Regions from separate parts of the Danio rerio genome. Here all the other regions are linked to region 1. The links are chromatin contacts, called in public HiChIP or PLAC-seq maps. All regions are on one chromosome and are shown on one strand. The core of a region is the stretch at or near the end of the contact, and the rest is flanking DNA. Distances in the headings are between cores, read along the strand shown. Region 1 holds the start of skor1b (SKI family transcriptional corepressor 1b). Region 2 holds the start of smad3b (SMAD family member 3b). Region 3 holds the start of aagab (alpha and gamma adaptin binding protein).

Region 1 (4,150 bases), core at 568-3,067:
TATTCATTTATTCATCTAAAGCCTTTATTCTTGGTTTGAGTTAAACAAATAGAGGACATATATCATTTAAATGACAATTGTCCAGTCAGAATGATACATATGAACTACAGGCTTGTGAACACATGAAAATATTTAGGGAAGCTTTAGTAAACATTAGATTTATTCAAGTGACAATTGCATTTCTTTAGATTTAGGAAAGATTTTAGATTAGAGCATGCACCTATAAAAAATACTCACCTTTATGCTACAGACATCTGTGAAAATATTTTATGAGAGCATATTAAAAGCTTACAAAAACATACCCATTTTCCTCAGAGCGCATGCAGTAGCTCTCGTATTAAAACTGTTGTTTCACATTAAACAGACCTTTTACAAGTAGTCTACTAGGTCGACTAATCTAAAGTGTTCCTAAATGCCACGCACGCCCCCGCACACACTGGCAGACAAGCAATCACTTTCGTGTGTTAAAAGATCACGTGGTGAACTTTAAACGTCTCCAGGCCTCAATGACAGCACTGACTGTCGTCCCCATTGGTCCCGAAGGCAAATAGTTAATGTAAATATGCTGGCGCTAAGTGGGAGTGCCTCGCCATTAGTTTAGCTGTCACTTGAGCACTGTCGAATGTCTTCAGTGGTTGTGTCGTTGAGGTCTGCACTAGCATGTGGTCAAGCCTCCGCGCGCGCCTCAACACTAGTCGCGGGAGAGCCGAGTACGATGCAAGTCCACGCGCACTGATAACAGGCCGGAGAGAAAACCGCTAAACTAGCGCTTGTGGACATTTTATATCAGATCGGCGGGATTCCAATGCGTCTGATTACAAAAAGGCTCTAACAGAGGACAGAAAGAGCGCGTTTTTCCGAAGGACTCGAAGGTTTCGAAGACGCGTTTTGCTCCGCAGATTAAAGACACAAAAGGCATCTTCTCAAAAAAAGGTGAGATTTTTGATGTTTGCAGTGTTCACTTTTTAACATTTTATATGGTGGGGAAAATCTTAAAGAGCTGCGTATAGGATAAACAAATCAAACACTGCGTCTTAATACACAATTTATCCAAAAGCACACTTAACATTTATTTGTACAAATCAGATAAATACGTCTTCCAAAATATGGGCTATACATGTTTAAAAGATGTTTCAATTTGTATCGAATTCTTGACAAACAAAACACTTGTGTAAGTTTAGCTAAATTAAATTAAGATAGGAAACGGGACTATAATGTAAACACATTGTATCTTAATTGTAGTTCGTTTGGCTTTATCAACAGATCAAAAACGCAAAGCTCACCTCTAGTAATTACAATTAAAGCGGCTTAAAGCGTCTTACACCGTTATTAAGCTCTTTGGTAAGGCTCAAGGAATAATTTCCTTCTGCTCTTTCCTCGATAATCCTTGCTGTTGACACAACAATTGTTTGCCTTTTCAAAACGGTTATATGTTCAGCACGCTAAAACTTGTATTGTATTCAAACGAATAAAAAACAAACGTCCTAAAATTCGATGACAAAAAATATATAAAATTACGACCACCAACCTTGTTTATTATTATATATACAGAGATATGAAGACAAATATTTTTTATATATGAATTAATAACCTTGCATGGCGAGTTTCGAGCATCATAAATTAGATTTTTCACCGTTTAATATATATTTTATTATTATTATAGACTATGTATTATTATTATTATTATTATTATTAGCCTATTATTACATTAAATCGCATGCTATGACATGAAAAAAAATCATTTCTCTTTCTAAATTATTGTACTCAATACATTACCTAAAACTATTCTTTGCATCACTCTTTACAGATTTCCAGGAATGGAATCTATCCCAAATCAGCTGCCGGCTGGAAGAGACTCCAGCTGTTCGCCGAACTCTAAAGACTTGCAGTCTTACTCTGGCCCACCACTTAAGCCGAACCAAGTCAGTGAGACCTCTTTATACGGAATACCGATCGTTTCATTAGTCATAGACGGTCAAGAGAGACTTTGCCTAGCCCAAATATCCAACACTTTGTTGAAGAACTATAGCTATAACGAAATCCACAACCGGCGCGTGGCTCTGGGCATCACCTGTGTGCAGTGCACCCCGGTCCAGCTGGAGATCCTCAGGCGCGCGGGGGCTATGCCCATTTCCTCGAGACGCTGCGGGATGATTACAAAGCGAGAGGCCGAGAGGCTCTGCAAATCGTTCCTGGGCGCCCACAGCCCGCCGAAATTACCAGAAAATTTCGCTTTTGACGTGTCGCACGAATGCGCGTGGGGCAGCCGGGGCAATTTCATCCCTGCTAGGTACAACAGCTCGAGAGCCAAGTGTATTAAGTGTTCATTCTGCAACATGTATTTTTCTCCAAATAAGTTCATATTTCACTCTCACCGCACGCCAGAATCCAAATACACACAGCCCGACGCGGCAAACTTCAATTCTTGGAGAAGACACTTAAAACTCAGCGATAAGAACTCATCGGACGACGTGATCCACGCCTGGGAAGATGTCAAGGCCATGTTTAACGGTGGCAGCCGCAAGAGGACGCTGCCAATCGGTCGGTCTGAAAGTTCGCCTTCGCAACCACCCAGAGGTCAGACCCAAGGGGAACCGTCCGATGTGCCGCACAAAACTCTCCGCTGTGAGGATGACAGGGTGAACGTGACTATGCCGAGCAGCATCCGCAGTTACCCAGTTATCCCAGTGCCCAGTAAGAGTTTTGGGATGTTACAGAAAATACCACCACCGCTATTTCCGCATCCATACGGTTTCCCGGCGTTTGGATTGTGTCAAAAGAAGGATGACGGTGAGGTGATGGGAGAGCCAAACAAAACAAACCTGTCAGGTGTGTTTTGGCCGAGCCCTAAGGACAGTGCCTATACTTCTTTCCCCATGTTTTGGCCTACAACAGGCAGCTTGGCCATGCCAACGTACCACCATGCCCAACCTAAACCTCCATCTGACGTGTTATGCGCCAGACATAATGAGCTTGACGTGTCAGAGCAAAGTGACCGAAGCACAAGCACCCCTAAAGACAGTTTACTAGATAATGAACGGTGCTCGAGCACTCAGTCGACCCGCAACGAGGAGGATAAATCTGGGGACGAGAGCAGGTCGATAGAGGGAATTCCACCCACCTCGAGAAAAATAAGCTACATTTCTGCATTCAGGCCGGTTGTTAAAGATGTCGAGAGCATCGCAAAATTATACGGCAACAGAGGGCCGTACTCTGGCCCTCGGTCCGGCTACATGTCACCAGATTTTCTGAGTGAAAGTTCTAGTTACAGGTCAGTGTCTCCGGACGTGGACAGTGTGGATGATCCGGATGTGGATGTGGAGTCCCATAAGGCGCATGAGGATGAGGAGTGTCTGCAGCTCTCGGTGGATGACCGACGGAGTCCGCACAGTTTGACCCTAGCGCAGAGTGAAGGGGTTAAAGGGCAAGATCAAGAAAATACCCAGATGCACACCTTGAACGACCTACACTCGACGAATTCAAGCGAAACGCGGCCGTCTGATATGGAGAGCCACGGCAATAAACACACGACGCGCTTTGAAGTGAGTTATTAAATACAGAAGCACGCGTAATTTTGTTATTCTTATTAGGCGATATTAGTTTTTTTTGTACAGAATATTGATTAATATTAGTATACTGTATTTATTGTAAATGTTATTTTGGTTATTTTAAAATATAAAAAGTTTTGGCCTTATATGCATATATCTAGCCTGCATATTTATAAACAGTTTTATAAGCAGTATTATAAGCATTTTTTCATTTCTCTTCTGAAATATAGTTAAGTGAATATTTTCGATTTAATTTTAATTCAATAAAAACATTTTTGGTTTATTATTCTTAAGAGATTTGAAACGAATAAATAAAGTAAACGCATGCAATTGTCGCGTTGTCAAATCTTAGTAGGATTGAGAGAATTTGTTGTCAGTGGATAGGCTCTTCATTATGTTAGTTCTTTGAAAATGTGTAAATAGATTAAAATGAGCGAAGGTTCCATTATGTTTCTACTAATCACATCCAAATAGAAAATGTAAAGGTGGATAATTGCGGCTAATTGTCTGCTCAATTTGCAGGTCTATGCGCGTGAAAGAGACGAGCACGTGCATCAAATGAGCACGTCTTATTTTGGTTCTGCGACCACTTACCAGCGCGA
Region 2 (4,150 bases), core at 748-3,247, 200 kb before region 1:
GTGGTGACAAGTAAAACTGAAGTAAACTTTGTAATTCATTAAAAACATTCACTGTTTTAAACACGTTTTAAACTTGTAAAACTCACATTTGATGATGACTGATGATCACAGAGAGCTAGATAGTTTGATAGATTTAGCAAAAAACCCAGCTAAATACATTCTTGTTCACCACTGTAATAGGAATTTGCATGGAAACTATTAGGAATAGTAATTTGCTATATTCTACTGTAAAATGTACTACTACTGTAGTTGAAAACAAAAATATGACAGTTAATGAAAAAGTTATCTGGTATTACAAAATATATAATTTAAAATAGATTCATGAATGAAAACTACTTTTGTAAACATTTAAAATTCAACTTAAAATTGATATAATGCAGTGAATAATAATACAAAAACAAGTAGGCCTACATGATCTTGTCGCGTGTTTGGAATTCAATAGTAAACACTTTTAAAAAATAAGGGTCTTGTACCGCTAGGGTGAAATGTTAATGACCTACAGTAAAAGTACTGTAATATGTTCATACTGTAAAATTAAAATGTGCTAAAGGGCATTTTACCATAAAAAGAATTTGTGGTAAGGCTATTTTACTTTAAAATGAAATTGAAGTAAAGGGCCCTGCTACTGTAAAACACATTTAAGTTACTGTAAAGGGGCAGTTGTGGTAAATTGAGGACAACAGTGCTGACAGTAAATTACTGTAAAAATACAATATAATTTCTACAGTGTAGATTGGGACTTTGAACCTGGTTCGTCCAGTGTTAAGATTTTTGTCACTTAAATATATGCCTTACTGGCATAAAACATCATTTACATATTTTAACATAATATTTTAGAAAATCATATTAGTTTTTTCATCCTTGCTCAGTGATTGTGATAAAATGTGTTTATTTATTGTTTTAGGAAACAAAACATGAATGTCTTGATTAATGCATCACAAATGAGAAAGAGTCTGACAGAGATGGATTTCTCTGGACCCGGAGCCCTTGTACTTGCTCCAGCTGGCCTGAATTGATGTTCTGCTTCTGAATGAACATGAACTGATTCGGGACATTCCCAGTATGTGCTTGCAGAGGGCAAGCTGCAACAGGCCTGAATGCAAGTACACAGAGGAGTCTCAGCCCCGTCCCCTCCCTCCTGTCTGCAGTCTAGAGCCATTGTACAAAAACTACAGACATCCGAATAGTGACGTGTCTCTCAGACGTCTAGATTCTCAGCAATGTAGCACTGTTTTCAGTGAAGTTTGCTTTTGATTTAACATACAGTTATATAATACAAGATAAAATTGTAAAATAAATGGGTTAAGCGCATAGGGGGTTTACGTTTTTTATTTAATTTTTATTATTTTTATGCCTGGTGTTAAAAATGACTGCGTTATAACATTACATAACATAATAAAATATGTGAATAAGGGATATGGATTTTTAGTATGACTCCTTTTTAAGGCTTATATTGCTAGAAGACAATAATAAAATGTTTAATTTCAGCACTTTTATTATAATATAATATCATATAATATCGTATAATATCATATAATATCATATAATATCATATAATATAATATATATGATGAAGTTTACAAAAAAGAAGTAGGCTACATTTAGGTCATTCTGTGACACCCTTTTTCCCAAATTGACTACATGAAACAAATAAGTTTTTGTTAGACACATATAACATTTGATTATTTGTATATTTCAAACTTTTTAAATGTTATTTTTATTACATCTAATAAAAGTCTGAACTACAGAGAAAGCGGAGGAGGAGGAGAAGGAGGGGCGGGTTCAGACAGCGCTGCGTCTCGCCGAATTTCATCCGAGTACCGTTCACTATCCACAGCTCTGAGCCCCTGAACATCTCTCACCATCATGCGGTGATGTGACTCGTGGACAAAGAACTTTCTTTTTTATTTTAAATCTGGAAAAATTAAAAGATCTATCGACGCAATTATAGAGCATCCCACCCCCTGATACGGAATATATTCGTAGCTGTTTCTGATCAACTAAAGATGTCTATATTGCCTTTCACGCCCCCGATCGTGAAGAGGCTGCTGGGCTGGAAGAAGGGCGAGCAGAACGGACAGGAGGAGAAATGGTGCGAGAAAGCGGTGAAGAGTCTGGTGAAGAAGTTAAAGAAGACCGGACAGCTGGAGGAGTTGGAGAAGGCCATCACCACCCAGAATATCAACACCAAATGCATCACCATACCAAGGTACATAATGAAGATTGTGTTAAAACATAGTGAGCTGCCCACCGAGGTGTCATTTTGCACATCATATCGCTCATTCAGTAAACAAACCATGTTTAAATGCAGGATGCCTAGGTAGAAAGCTAAGTAGTTTTCGAGACACCGCCACATAATAAACGTTAACGTTACGTTACAACCAAACTGTGCGGCTAACGTTGCTAACTGAAATGAACAGCCAGCGAGTGTTCTCTCTTCACTTGAGTTTTCTAATAACGTTACTGGTTAAGAATATTAATGTGTTAAGTTATTTAGTTGTCTGACAGACATCAATGGATGTTTCATTCGTCCCCAAAGCAGATTATTTCCCTAACAGTTACAACTAATGCGCGCATCGTTATTTGACAACATTAGCTTGCTAAAGGCAGGCTTTAAGGTTGCTCTTTATTGTCGCATCTCGTTTCATACTGTATCTACAGAAAAAATATATAGTTTTTTTAGTCATATCTTAATATCAAGTTCTTATATTTACACTAGTTTTGTTAGCGTAACTTGTATACAAGCCCCTATCAGCTAGCCTGACGTGCTGACTATAGAGAAAAACATTCATTACTTTTAACTGTTGAGTTGGTTTTGAAAGCTTATATGGCTGATCATAAACTTCACCCGTTTATATTCATAACAGACAGACAGTTTAAAAGGCTGCGATAAACTTAACGTTCAGGCTCATATAAGTGAATAAAATGCCAAACGCCACTAAATGCCAAGCTAAGCTGTTATATAACAGTCTGGTATCTAGAGCAGACTGGGACTGTTTTGACAAATTTTTATTCAGAGAGCTGGATTGGGCATAATTTTACAGTTTTGTGATCAAACCTTATTAGTATGTTAAATTAATAATAAACTGCAGTGAAACTATTCAGTACTATTCAGTGTTAAACTGTCAAAACAACTCACTGCAACTAGTGAATGTGATTGTTCTTAATATAGTTAATTATACTGGTTAAATTGCAATTGTACATCAGTTGGTTTATGTATTTTAATGTTCATTCTATGATACTTTGTTATTGCCACTAAATCAGTGTACAGTGCCCTGTGCCCCAGATGGTGGTGGTTGTGGAGGAGAATAGAGGAGAGTAAAGCTTGTTATATCATAACCACTGTGGTAGTTATATCCAATTGTACTCAGGACATTTAGTCATGGGTAAAAGGATTTGGAGAATTAATAGCCCTACAGATGAAAACGCAAAGCCTTTGTGGCTGCTGAAGGCAGTAATATGCATATTTTTTTTTGAAAGTATTACATTTAAGCTGCATATACCTGTATTTCCATGCTATTTAGATTCATGAATGGCAGGAAAAAGTTTAAGGATCGATCATTTTGCTTACTAAAAATTATGCTTAATGTGGTCTAAGTGGATTTGAAGGCACAAATTATTGCTTTCAAACATGTTTCACTAAATACTCCCCCAATAAGCCATTGAACTTGAATTTTTGAATGTATTGAATGGGATAGCCCCTTGAGATCTCATTTTCGAGGGGGTCCCTACGTACATAAATCAAACAGAGTACATCACGTCATAACAAACATACAGCTAACAAAAAACAAACAAACAAGCAGTACACTTCACCTGAAACACTTCCCACAGTCCCAAGCCTAGGCAAACAAAAACATATAATCAAAAGTACTGTACAAACAATTTGATATACAAATAAATAATAAGCATTTAAATTGGAATCAATATTAATAACATTTAGAAATTCATTTATTCATTTTCTTGTCGGCTTAGTCCTTTTATTAATCCGGGGTCGCCACAGCGGAATGAACTGCCAACTTATCCAGCGAGTTTTTACGCAGCGGATGCCCTTCCAGCCGCAACTCATCTCTGGGAAACATTCACATACTGTATACATTCACACACACACACTACGGACAATTTAGTTTACCCAATTCACCTGTACCACATG
Region 3 (4,150 bases), core at 873-3,372, 160 kb before region 1:
GTACTTGATACGACACATAGGCTGACGTTTGCGGTGTAGTATTTGTTGTTGATCGTCCATGGATACCAGGAAACTCTTTCTTCTATTCTGTTAGGCTGCGGTGGTGATTCTGAGCTCAAAATCTCTGTAATTAACACAGACAAAACTGTTAAAAGCCAAGTGTGTATTTGATAATACTGGCAGTAAAAACTATATTATCTATATATATATTTGGGCAGAATGAGTAAATTAACTGAAGTCCAACACTGCCGCCTGCTGGACACAACGAATCACTGGACACAAGGAGTCACTACTTTTATATCCTTTACGTGGTAAAACGTAAGCCAATAATTGTGTATAAGGATGAATACATAAAAACAGATAGATATATACTGTATGCAAAGAACTATGGTAACGCCATTTATAGTACATATGTAACACTATCGTTTAAGTCATAAAAGTTCAAAAGTCTTGTAATAACCCCCCCCCGAAACACACCAAGGTTTTTCCCATGAGTATTTCAGTGACTGCTGAATAAAACATATATATATATATATATATATATATATTTATTTTATTTTTTTTTACTTTATTATTATTTTTTTACAGGGTTTCTGCAGGTTTCCTCTAATTGAAGAATTTTAAGACCCTTTTAAGAACATTATGAATAAAAATTTTAGACTTACACAGGGCTAAACACAAAGGATTTTCTTTTCTAATTGCCCGGTTCGGTAAATACTTTTTGCATTATGGAAGATCATGTGGAGATGTGTTGCTTTAGTTTTTTTCCCTGAATTGGGAATTTATTTTGGAGAATTTGCTGTAAAATGTTTAACAGCTGTTGTAAATTGTATCTCTTTGCAATAAAAAACTTAAATGTATAAAAAAATAAGTTTTGAGATGGATTATAGGTGATTGGGTGTTGGCCAGATTGGGTAGCTTTACGTAGACATAGGAAAATTAAGACCTGTTTAAAATAATTTAAGACCTCAATATTTCAGTGAATCTAAGAGTTTTTAAGGCCTAAAATTTTACTATTGAAATCTAATTGAATATTTATTCGCAGAAAATGACACTAGGTTCATCAAAAATACATGTTTTCCTACTTATATTGGGAAAAAAAAATATTGGTACTGGTACAAAAGTCTGGAAATTTAGGGTACTTTATTTGAACCTACTGTAGCTCGTGCAAATAAATGCAAAATACTTAAACGTAAATTACAACATTGTTGAAGAATATAACAAGCACCAATAATACCTTTGAAAAATTAGTGAATTTTGTTAACTTTGATAATGCTTTATCAGTATTCTGCGATCAGAAAACTGGGTATTATATATATTAAAAAATACATTTACAAGACAAACCGGTAGAAAAGACAATCTGACTTCAATAAAACTCAGTATGATATTGAAGTAAAGTTGATTTTACATTGGCACATTCGTTCAGTAACAGCTTGTGATATGGTCCCTATAGTGTTTATTATTGTACTATAAATATTCGGTCTAAAATCACAAGTAAGTATGACTCCAAAACAACATTAGCACTATTTAGTTGATTGTGAACAATGCTGTACTTTGATGGTCATTGGCTGCTAATATGATTTCTCTATGTAAAATTTGTAAATAACACTTTTCTGAAATTATATTATTAAGGACAAAGTCAGAATGTGCTAATATAAAGCCAACTTTACATTAATCAGTATGATTTACGTGAAATGTACAGAATAGTGTACATTTCTAGATTGATAGCTGGATTTATCAAATTTTTTTTACTTTTAAAATACCGTAACACAATGTAATAATACATCAAGTATTATATGCGATTAATAACGAAAACGTTTACGCGATGCACGCGTTTTGATCTGTAATCAAGTGATATCAGGAAAAATTCTTATTGTTGACAGCTAACATTAGCATAGCGGCAAGGCTAACGAGTATGGGCTACATTTTCCTTATTTACTCACGTCTAATGAGCTCCTCTTCTTTAAAGTTGGAATCACAACTTGTGACTAAGATACAAGGTAGGGTAGGTGCTTCATCTCCTTGATCATCTGCCATTTTAAGCCTTGGAACAATTCAAAATAGCTCCCAATGAAGGTAGCACGTTAGCAACAGCTGTCAACCTCCTGAAGGAAACCTTTCACCTCTAACCTCAACTTGCTTCCGCGTCTGCGCGCGTTTAGAAAATATAAAATAAATAATATAGTGTACCTTTGAAAAGCGCAAGTAAATCCTTTATAAGTTACATGATTAATTAAGAAATAATAATCATAATAATAAATGTGATTTTGGTGTTTCCTCACGGAGAATACCATGCGTCATGTTGCCATAGTTACGGTCAGACCTTTGTTGATGAAAACTTGTAACGAAGCTTAAAATGACCTGAAAACCCTTAAACATTTATTATTCGTTTGAAAAAATGGCCAGCGTCCTCAAAAATAAAGACGAAGTTGGGAATATTTTAGTAAAGGTAAGTTAATGTGAAGTTACTGAAGAACAGATATATAACAGAAGACTTTACTACAGCCGTTTAAGTGTTAAATTTACAGACTTTGAAACTTATGTCACATTTCATGGCGGTGTGTAGGACTATGTTTTTTCTGAATGTTCGTGTGTTTTAGGTCCAGGATGATTTAAGACAGCTAAAAAAGAATATTGTTCAATTTACTGTGCAAGAAAATGGAGAAATTTTGGATATTCAAGCTCTGGATGCAGCCATCATCAGGACAGAAAATGGAATAAGGGTATATAAATTATTACTTTATGATAAATTTACCGTAATAGTTATTTTATAGCTGTTTGTTTGTTTAGGTATTTAAAATAGTTTAACAATAATTTATTATGTTTCCCAGAGATGGGTTGCAGCTGGAAGGGTATCTGCTGCGTAAAACATATGCTGGATAAGTTGGCGGTTCATTCCACTGTGGTGACCCCAGATCAATATAGGGAAGAAAAGAAAATGAATGAATAATTTATTTTAATTTGTAAAATTATTAGATCATTTACATTTAATTTAACAGTTTATTTTAGAATTTGTGCAATGGAATATACACATACATGAAACGTGTGGAGCTTGAAAAAAAATTGGTTTGTAAATGGCTTGTAATTTTGTTTTTCTAAATTTTTTTGTTCATAGAGACACGCAGAGGATTATCTGAAAACCATCAATAACCAGGTTTTGACTCTACCTTCTATTGAAGAGCCTGAAAAGAAGACTGCTCATCCGAAACTTGTTACGTGGTATTTAAACAAAAATTCCCCTACTGAGGCAAATACAGAAATTCTCTTTACAGTATCAGCGATTATGCTCATCAGCAGTTTTATTGGATACCCATATTGCACCATGAACCAAAACATGTTCATCGCTATCTTAACTTTTTTTTAAAAATGTATAAATTTAAGGCCGAGGCAGTGGCGCAGTAGGTAGTGCTGTTGCCTCACAGCAAGAAGGTCGCTGGGTCGCTGGTTCGAACTTTCGCTCAGTTGGTGTTTCTGTGTGGAGTTTGCATGTTCTCCCTGCCTTTGCGTGGGTTTCCTCCGGGTGCTCCGGTTTCCCCCACAGTCCAAAGACATGCGGTACAGTTGAATTGGGTAGGCTAAATTGTCCGTAGTGTGTGTGTGTGTGTGTGAATGTGTGTGTGGATGTTACCCATAGATGGGTTGCGGCTGGAAGGGCATCCGCTGCGTAAAAACCTGCTGGATAAGTTGGCGTTTCATTCCACTGTGGCGACCCCGGATTAATAAAGGGATTAAGCCGACAAGAAAATGAATGAATGTATAAATTTAAATATAAATAGGGCTGCACCATATTGGAAAAATCTAGCATTGTGATATTTTTTTTTAAATATGAATACAATTTCACCAGATAACTTGAATATCTCTTTTGAGAAAGAATTGTTTACATTAGATTGATTAGGGTGATTCTGCAGTGGAGTGCATAAAATCTAATACACAATGTATATTTTTTGGGGTCCCCCAAAACATTTCCGCTGTGGTCTGATATTTGCAGTGCATTTCTGTTTTTGCATGTAATCAAGAAAAAGATACAATTGAAAAAAGTGTTTTACCGTTTCCCGAGTCTAGGAGTATCAAAGTACAGTAACTGAATGTTAAAAATAACTCAGTGAAATAAATCGCTGTTAAAGTTACAAATGGTACAATTTATTATGCC

What was found. HiChIP or PLAC-seq counts read pairs in DNA pulled down with a chosen protein or histone mark.
Region 2: a contact with region 1 is called in an H3K4me3 HiChIP or PLAC-seq map of embryo, with 3 times the contacts expected there. The contact joins the promoter of smad3b here to the promoter of skor1b in region 1. A contact is called at or near these places in 1 of 18 Hi-C or Micro-C datasets (embryo) and 1 of 4 datasets of contacts at active chromatin or transcription factors (embryo).
Region 3: a contact with region 1 is called in an H3K4me3 HiChIP or PLAC-seq map of gastrula embryo, with 4 times the contacts expected there. The contact joins the promoter of aagab here to the promoter of skor1b in region 1. A contact is called at or near these places in 5 of 18 Hi-C or Micro-C datasets (caudal fin, embryo and an unstated tissue) and 2 of 4 datasets of contacts at active chromatin or transcription factors (embryo and gastrula embryo).

The regions. Positions count from the first base shown.
Region 1 is chr18:21,362,044-21,366,193 of GRCz12tu, forward strand. It overlaps skor1b (SKI family transcriptional corepressor 1b), which reads left to right and starts at 1,818. Exons shown (of 7, transcript NM_001045133.1): 1 at 1,818-3,542; 2 at 4,071-4,150. The coding sequence starts at 1,818.
Region 2 is chr18:21,158,346-21,162,495 of GRCz12tu, forward strand. It overlaps smad3b (SMAD family member 3b), which reads left to right and starts at 1,998. Exons shown (of 9, transcript NM_175083.2): 1 at 1,998-2,209. The coding sequence starts at 2,007.
Region 3 is chr18:21,205,379-21,209,528 of GRCz12tu, forward strand. aagab (alpha and gamma adaptin binding protein) reads right to left here and starts at 2,123. Exons shown (of 10, transcript NM_001002423.1): 1 at 1,944-2,123; 2 at 1-124. The coding sequence starts at 2,037. It overlaps iqch (IQ motif containing H), which reads left to right and starts at 2,347. Exons shown (of 21, transcript NM_001045129.1): 1 at 2,347-2,449; 2 at 2,601-2,723; 3 at 3,116-3,219. The coding sequence starts at 2,399.